Regions from separate parts of the Mus musculus genome. Here regions 1 and 3 are each linked to region 2. Evidence: chromatin contacts called from public HiChIP or PLAC-seq and promoter capture Hi-C data. All regions are on one chromosome and are shown on one strand. Each heading gives the region's core, a stretch centred on a gene start, on an enhancer-like site or on the middle of the called end of the contact. The rest is flanking DNA. Distances are from core to core; before and after follow the strand shown. Region 1 holds the start of Asb16 (ankyrin repeat and SOCS box-containing 16). Region 2 holds the start of Mpp3 (membrane protein, palmitoylated 3 (MAGUK p55 subfamily member 3)). Region 3 holds the start of Hrob (homologous recombination factor with OB-fold).

The links. Promoter capture Hi-C pulls out the DNA fragments that hold promoters and counts their contacts. HiChIP or PLAC-seq counts read pairs in DNA pulled down with a chosen protein or histone mark.
Region 1: a contact with region 2 is called in a promoter capture Hi-C map of embryonic stem cells, with 4 times the contacts expected there. The contact joins the promoter of Asb16 here to the promoter of Mpp3 in region 2. A contact is called at or near these places in 5 of 39 promoter capture datasets (the C10 cell line, cranial neural crest, embryonic stem cells and 2 more), 1 of 484 Hi-C or Micro-C datasets (the HPC-7 cell line) and 1 of 9 other capture datasets (adipose tissue).
Region 3: a contact with region 2 is called in an HNF4G HiChIP or PLAC-seq map of pancreatic cancer cells. The contact joins the promoter of Hrob here to the promoter of Mpp3 in region 2. A contact is called at or near these places in 1 of 484 Hi-C or Micro-C datasets (liver), 1 of 115 datasets of contacts at active chromatin or transcription factors (pancreatic cancer cells) and 1 of 9 other capture datasets (pancreatic islet).

What each region holds. Positions count from the first base shown.
Region 1 is chr11:102,267,419-102,270,118 of GRCm38.p6, forward strand. Asb16 (ankyrin repeat and SOCS box-containing 16) reads left to right here and starts at 1,333. Exons shown (of 5, transcript NM_148953.3): 1 at 1,333-1,705. The coding sequence starts at 1,405.
Region 2 is chr11:102,025,603-102,028,302 of GRCm38.p6, forward strand. Mpp3 (membrane protein, palmitoylated 3 (MAGUK p55 subfamily member 3)) reads right to left here and starts at 1,353. Exons shown (of 19, transcript NM_007863.2): 1 at 1,265-1,353; 2 at 130-254. The coding sequence starts at 154.
Region 3 is chr11:102,247,504-102,250,203 of GRCm38.p6, forward strand. Hrob (homologous recombination factor with OB-fold) reads left to right here and starts at 1,379. Exons shown (of 10, transcript NM_153544.3): 1 at 1,379-1,589. The coding sequence starts at 1,587.

The DNA of each region.
Region 1 (2,700 bases), core at 83-2,582, 240 kb after region 2:
AGGAGAGACATTCTGTGTGGGAGCCTGCGGCCAGGGGGAAGTGAGAGATACAGAGGAGGAGAAGGTTGCTGGAGAGTGGGTGGGAGCAAGCACCGGGAGCAAGGAGGGACCCACATGGCATTGCCAAGACACTGCAGAGCCTGCAGTCTTGAAGACAGAAGCCCGCTGACATCCCTCCACCCTCCCCTGCCAGCTAATCGACCAGCTGTTGTTGTTTCCGCGGCCTCATTCCTCCCCCTAGAGGCTCCTGGAAGTACAGCCATTTCCTCCTAAAGCGAATGGGGCGTAGTTTCCCAAAAGTCTCATCCCTTCAGTCTCCACTTCCAAGGTCAAATCCCTGGACACATCCGCAGTCAGGCACGTGATTCCCCTAGAAACCAGGGAGGGAAAAAAAAAACTAGTCACTGAAGGTAGAGACCGTGCCCAGTTTCGGCATGAGGGGACAAGAAGAGGATTTGCTCAACTGTCTACCCAACATAGCACTACCCTCTAGGGTACTTATCTAAAGTGTGGCCCACTGGAGGCCTTGGCACACCCCCACAAGCTATGTAACTTTGAGTCAGTTTTACCTTTTTAAGACTTAAATTCCACCCAGGTGTGGTAGTGTATCCCTTTAATCCCAGCATTCCTGAGGCAAAGGGAAGTGGATCGCTGAGTTCAAGGCCAGTCTGGTCTACAGAGCTAGTTTCAGGACAGCCAGGACTACACAGAGGAACCCTGTCTCAAAAAACAAAAACAGCAGCACTGCCAACAACAAAACCTTACGTCCTGTAAGTCTCTATCCATCTCAGGTGCTGAACTGAAATTCTTAGCTTGGCCTCATTTCCTGACCAAATCTGTCTTGTATTACAACACTGACTGGTCATCTGAGTAGAGATGGATCTGAGAGTGATTTCAGTTCTAGAAAGCATGGTGTGTGTGTGCAGTGGTTGCTGTTATTTCAAATTCAGGAAGAGTGGTTTGGCTTCTTGGAAGCTCTCTCCACTTCCCCAGACTGAGGTCTATGGGCCATCCTGGGCTTCTACCCTTTTTACCAGCCAATACTTCAGAGGCTGCAGGACCCTGGTCCTTCCTCTACCCTGTCCTGCCCACCCATCTCATGGTTGACTGCTTTGACTAGAAGGCTCACTCCAGAGAAGTGGGGTCCAGGAGTGACCTTTGGCTGAGGCCCTGTTGACCAACAAAAGGGTACCAGCAGGGTCAGAGGCTGGCCCAATACCATCTGCATTAAGATCATGACTCTAGGCAAACTGTTTACCAATGCAGTGAGGGGCCTATTTATAGCCTCAGCTGTTTCTCCAGCTTACCAAGAAGGGGGCAGGGTGGCTCCCCAGAGCAAGGTGCTAGCTGGGACAAGGAACGATTCTCTGCCTAGGTGGCACTGCCCAGACCACTGGACCCCTCATGGCAGGGGAGAGCTTTCCTTTCACATCCTCCACACTGCGTGCTCTCCGCCTGCAGAGAGAGTGGCTGGACTGGGAGGACAGGAGGAGAGCTGCTGCCCAGCAGTGCCGCAGGCACAGGGACCTCCCTTGTCCCCAGGCCCAGCTCCTTAGGCCTCGCCGCTCCTGCCGAGACCCAGCTGTCCACAATGCCCTGTTCTCTGGGGACCTACAGCAGCTCCAAATCCTGTTCCAAGATGAAGACGCTGCCAATATGATTGTGGAGACTGTGAGCAACCAGCTGGCCTGGTCAGCGGAACAGGGTAGGGAACACCACCTAGGAGGACAGAAGAGGGACAGGAGTGGGGGTTGGGAAGGGAAGAAGAATCCATACGCCACTTCTCCGTAAAGAGCCTAGAACGGACCCATAGTCACCCATATTAACTCTTTCCTAAACAGTTGAGGCCAACCACGGTTTTCCTCAAACTCATAGAGATCCACCCGCCTCTGCCTCCTTCATGTTGGGATTAAGGGTGTGAGCCACTATGCCCACCCTCCAAATTTTTTTGGTTTTTTTTTTTTTTTTTCACTATAGCCCTGGCTGTCCTGGAACTCACTTTGTAGACCAGGCTGGCTTCCAACTCAGAGATCTGCCTGCCTCTGCTTCCTAATCTGCTGGGATCAAAGGTGCATCTTACCACCACCTAGCTAAAGTTATATTCTCTCTCTCTCTCTCTCTTTTTAAAGATTTATTTATTTATTATATGTAAGTACACTGTAGCTGACTTCAGTTGCACCAGAAGAGGGCATCAGATCTCATTACCAATGGTTGTGAGCCACCATGTGGTTGCTGGGATTTGAACTCAGTACCTTCAGAAGTAGTCAGTGCTCTTAACCGGCTGAGCTATCTCGCCAGCCTTAAAGTTATATTCTCATATAACACATATACAGATTGTAAATTTTGGCTTTGGTTAATTATATGCACTATATTACTATAGCGTTATATATATGAAAATATACACACATACATATATATCCATGTTTCTCTTACAGTTTCCTGCTATAGTAGACAGTTTTTATGAAACTCATATGCAATTTTTCCTTACCATTACTGACTTTGGGGGTTAGGGAGTGGTGTTGTAGGGAGAAAAGCCAAGCCCCTCCTGCTGAGCCACCCCACCAGCCCCATCTTATTTGGGGGCTAGAGGATTGAACTCTAATTTGAATGCTAATAACCATTGTCTTCGCCACTGTGCTCCGGCCACAGATGGCAAGCTTTTTAAATTTTGAGACAGGGTCTTGTTATTTACCCAGGCTG
Region 2 (2,700 bases), core at 103-2,602:
GCAGGCTCAGGCCTGCCGGGCAACAGATCGGTCAGAGGCAGCTGCTACAGCACTGGTCCTGCTTATGGTTTGGTTTTCTCCAATCCTGGGAGGCCCCCCGAAGCTGCAGCCCAGGTTAAGGACACTCACCCGAGTCTTCAGACAGTACTGGCATGCCTGTGCCCAGCAGGTCCCCAGCTGTCCCTACAGTTTGTGTGGGTGGGAGAGGAATCTCTCAGTAATGAACACACATCACCAGGATCTGCTTATGACCTCTGTGAGGACAGAAGAAATAAGATGGGGGGTGGGGGGGAGAAACAGTCACTTTTTGGGGAGGAGGTTGGGCAGGGAGCAAGACTTCTTGGGCGCCCCCAATACACTAAAGATGCTGCTCTTTTCTGACTATGCAGAAAGCCTTAAAGGATGAACACCAATGCACCCATTTTACTGATTAGGAAACAGAGACTGGGCATCCCTAAATAACTTTTGAACCAGAATAGGTACTCAGATCACTTCTTCCAGACTGACCTTGGCCTAAAGTCCCCCTGCTTGTGCGGTATGCTCTCGACCACAAGCTCTGTCCTCTCTATTGCTGGTACCTTCCAAGAGTGCTTGCTCAAGTCTCAATATCCCTTCAACAAGTACCTGGTTAAGGCCTGCAAGAGCTCCCACCGCCGACCCCACCTCCAGCCCCCAACCCAAAGAGAGCCTCCAGTCTGAAGACAGAAGAAGTGAGAGCGGAGTTTCTGTTCTACCGGAAGCAGGTACCCTATCTCAAGAGCTCCCCTCCCCAGGTGCTCTGTAGCACGTGGACCTCAAAAAAGTCCTCCTTCAGAGAGGGACAAGGACTCATGATTCATTCATTCGACAGACATGGAGCCAGCCCGCTGCGTGGAGCACCAGTCACATCGAAGGCAGAAGAATGGTACCCGACCCCCGCCCCCACGCCGGGCTCACCCCTCGGCGGCTTCCAGCTGCGGCCCCCGACTGCCCCCGACTTCCCCACACAAACACACACTCCCGGCTCCAGCCGGTTTCCCAGAGGAGCTGGGGGGGGGGGAGCAAACCCCCGAGGTGGGGGGAGATGGGATGCAGAGCGGCGGGAATGAGCGGGGCGCACGGGATGCGCGGACGCCGAGCAGTGAAGGGGACCGCGGGCTGGGAACGGAGCCCCGCCGGGGAGGGTGGGCCGCAAGGCAGTGGTGCACCCGAGGGGCGGGTCTCCGCTCCCCCTCCCCTCCCCGCCGCGCACCAGGTCCCTTGTGTGCCACGCGCTGCTTCTTACCTCGTCGCGCCAGGATCTGGGATCGGTGACCCGGAGCCGCGCGGGAGCCACCAGCCTCCGCTGCTACTGGCTCCGCCTCCGCCGGCCCCTCCCTGTCGCGGCGCGCGGGGTCGGGGCAGCGCGCACGGGCGGGGGCGCAGCGCGGGCCCGGAGGGGTGGAGCGCGGCCCCGCAGGCCCCCCTCGCAGGCCCCGCCCAGCGCCCCCGGCTCCCGGTGGACACCTGCTCCGCCGAGAATCCGATTTTGCAAACATTGATTGAGAGCCCCGCAAGTGCCAGGCACTGTGCCAGGGGCTGGAGCTTCAAAGCCAAACGAGGAAGAGAGGCTGTGCTGGGTCATTAGCAAGCCGAGCAGGGGGCGGGGGGCGGGGGAGGGGGGCGGGAGAGGGGTGTGCAGCGGGCAGCAGCCCGGCCAACCCGTGGCAACAATGCTACGTGCTGCGAAAGATTTATCGGTGCACGCTGCCCTGGGGACGGGGAGGCGCGAGGGAGGAGAAGTACGCCTGGGAAGAAGGCAGCTGGATGCTGCCTGCCTGGGTGGGAGGAGGTAGGGCTGAATAAGAGAAAAAAAAGAAAAAAGAAAGAAAGAAAGAAAAAAAAAAGAAAAGAAAAAAGACTCTAGTGTCCCAGGCTTTACTGGGGCGGGGGCTGGGGGAGGAGGTGCGGTGGCTCCGAAATAGCTGGTTTCTATTGTGCTCCCTCTATCCCCATATACTCCTAGGATTACCGATTATTAGCCTCAGATAGAGAGCCAAAATTATTTCCTCGCTTCAGTTAAAGAAACTGATGTGTATGCAGGAAGCAGTAGAAAGGTACCACTGTGTGAGTGAGCAGTGGTGTGGTGTAGGGGTCTTAGAGGATGAGACGTGGTCTGGTGGGTGTGTCCCCTCCCTTCAAATAACAGCATCAAAGAACAGCGCATTCTAAGCCGGTTAGGAGGCACATGTCCCAGAGAGGTAGGCAGTCGACAGTCTTTGCAGCTTGCAGTGAACAGGCAGGCTGTAAGAGGGCAGCAAATGTCACCAAGAAATTTCCCTTCGTCCCTCAAGCTGCTCCAAATTGTGTCTATGAGTCACCTGAGGCTTGTGGGGCAAGTAGTATCAGTCTACATTTATGACAGGCCCCAGTGACGTGATATGGGTAGACAGACAGCAGGCCCCATTTAGAGCAGAGAAAAACTAAGAAATGGTCTTGGTTAGGTTTTCTACTGCTGCGTTGAAACACCATGACCAAAAGGCAAGTTGGGGAGGGAAGGGTTTACCTGGTTTACACTTCCATCACAGGAGGAAGTCAGGACAGGAACTCAAGCAGGGATAGAACCTGGAGGCAGGAGATGATGCAGAGGCCATGGAGGGGTGCTGCTTATTGGCTTGTTTCCCGTGGCTTTCTCAGTCTGCTTTCTTGTAGAACCCAGGACCACCAGGCCAAGGATGCCAC
Region 3 (2,700 bases), core at 129-2,628, 220 kb after region 2:
CTGGAGTACTATGTGATTCCAGGTATGACCCTGACCAAGCTCACATGCTCACATAGCAAAGAGGAGGTAGAGTTGAGAGCCTATGACCCAGCTATCGAGACTTCAGCATCTACAGTTTAACTGCTATACCATTTTGCTTCCTAGAATTCCAGGGGACTGAGGGTTTTTTTTTTGTTTTGTTTTTTGTTTTTTTTTTGGTTTTTTTTTTTTTTTTTTTGACAGGGTTTCTCTGTGTACCCCTGGCTCTCCTGGAACTAACTCTGTAGACCAGGCTGGCCTTGAACTCAGAAATCCGCCTCCTTCTGTGCTGGGATTAAAGGCGTGGGCCACCACCACCTGTCTGGGACTGAGTTCTTGACTAGAGGCTTCAGGAAGACAACCCCCCTATAATTATGTGCAAAGCATCATGTGTTTGTACACATGTGCCTTGTTCTGAGGAAGAATCCACCAATTTAGTCATATTTCTATGGCTCAGACGGCTACTGTGCTCTGAGGAAAAGACACACCCTGTCTTTCCCGGATCTCTTCATTCAGTCTTACTTGCCTTATATGCTTGAGCCAGGCCTTACCTTCCAGTCCCTGCATGGCCTCCAAAGTAATTTTGTTTATGTTTTTGTTTGTTCGTTTTTTCTGCAGTGTATGTATGTATGGTAGCTGGGACCAGAGTCTTGAAGACGCTTAGTACAATGTTGACCATTGGAATGCACTCCCAGCTTTCAGGCCTATTTTTCTAACATGCAAAGAAGGCACACATTTTTCTGTCGTAGAAACTCTTTAGGGCTGGGCGTATTATTAGCTTAGTGTTGAACATTTGCTTAGCACGTGCAAGGCCCAAAATCGTTCAATCCCTCCTCATTCACCAGAGGATGATGGCGCATGAGGCTCTCTACCTTTTCCTGTCTCTACCAATCAGCTTGGCCTACAAAGTGTGAACCCCCCCCCCCCCCCCGCCGCCCTCCCCGGTTCCATCCCTAGCACCACATAAAACCAGCCACCCCAGCGTTTGGGAGGTAGAGGAAGAACAATATGGAGTTAAGGTTATTTTCGGCTACAAAGTGAGTTAGAGGGCAGCCTGGGCTACACGATCGGCTGCGTTCTGGTGAGGATGAAGTCACTCTCAAATCACCAGTGTGCTCAACAAAAAAAAAAAAAAAAAAAAAAAAAAAAGAAGGGAGAATAAAGTGTATAAGATTTCTCCAAGCTCCCTTTCAACCAGAACGTGGCAGCCGGCTGGACTAGAGGGACCGCTTGGGGGCGACCGAGAGACCTTTGATTTTCCCTTTAAGGCTGCGGCGGAAGGCCCGAGGAAGAAGGACTTTGTGTCGGCAGGATAAAAATTGGTGCCTTCCCTTTAAGGGGGCGGAGCTATTGTTTTGGCGGCGGCTTTGAAAGCCGCTCTGGGTGCACGTTCTTAGGCGCCCCTCTCTCAGTTTCCGCTGCGGTCTTAAAGACGCTTCTCTTGGACCTTGCTCTGGGAATGCGACCGGACATAGTTCCCTACTCTACGTCTGGGTCGAGTTGGAGGTGAACCCTTGAGTCTGACACGGCCGGGCCGACCCGCCGGCCCGAGCCCACGGCCTGTCGTTATGGTAATGCCGCGTCTAAGCCGCCCGGGCTCTGGGGAGGAGGCGTTCCAGCCCCGGGGAAGCCGGACTCCGGGTTGGGCTCCGGGCTCGCTAGTCTGCTAGGACGGGATCTGCCTGGTAGAGACTGAGTGTAGTCTGCAGACCTGGGGGCTAGGTAGGAAGGGCGCGCAACGCGCAGGAGACCTTGTGAAAGGTACCTCCCCCGGACATACAGACCTACAGACAGACAGAAAAATAGTCATCAATCCCTGCGAGCCCAAACGTCACTGGCTTTTGGAATCTTTGCCCCCAACCTCGTGATCTTGGGGTGACTAACATTCAACTCTCCTCTCCCTCCTTCCCTTCCTCTCCTCCTCCGCCTCCTCCTCTGTTTTTATTTTTTTGGGAGGAGGGTGGGTCCTTGAAACAGGCTTTCTGCCCCTGGCTATCCTGTAACTCAGTATGTAGATTAGGCTGGCCTCGAACTCAAAGTTCTGCCTTAGGCGTTCTGGGAATTAAAGGCAGCAGCTACCATGCCACACGCCCTCAATCCCCCACCAAAAACCCAGGCTGTGGGTGTGACACTCGTCTGAGTCTGCTGTCCAGGAAGAAGAACCGTAGACTGGGGCAGTCCACACTCTTGGCAACTTTGCCTTTGGCTTTGGTCCTCTGTAGAAAGAAATCACTGGCTTGATCCTCAGAAACAAGGGTTTCAGGCAGGGTCCTTTCTTGTGTTGGACCAACCTTTGAGATTCTGTTGCAGAATACTCAGGCCTGTTTCCAGAGGTGGTGTAGGCAAGTAATCCCATCCTTTGGGAAAGGAAAGGGTCAGGAGTTCAAGGTCAGGGGCTGGGGAAGTGGCTGAGCAGGTAAAAGGTGGTTGTCTCTGATGCCTCAGTTACATCCCTAGGACCCATAGGGTGGAAGAAGCCGACTCCCTCAAGTTCTTTTCACCTTCACACCCATGCAGTAGTGTACCCCACCCCCACTAAATCAATCATTTTTTTTATATAAGATTTGAAAATTACCTTTATCAACATAATAATGACTTGAGGCCAACTTGGGCTACTTGAGACCCTTATGCTGACCCTGCCTTTGTCTCCCTTAGCAGTCGCCTCTCTTTTACTATCTCCCC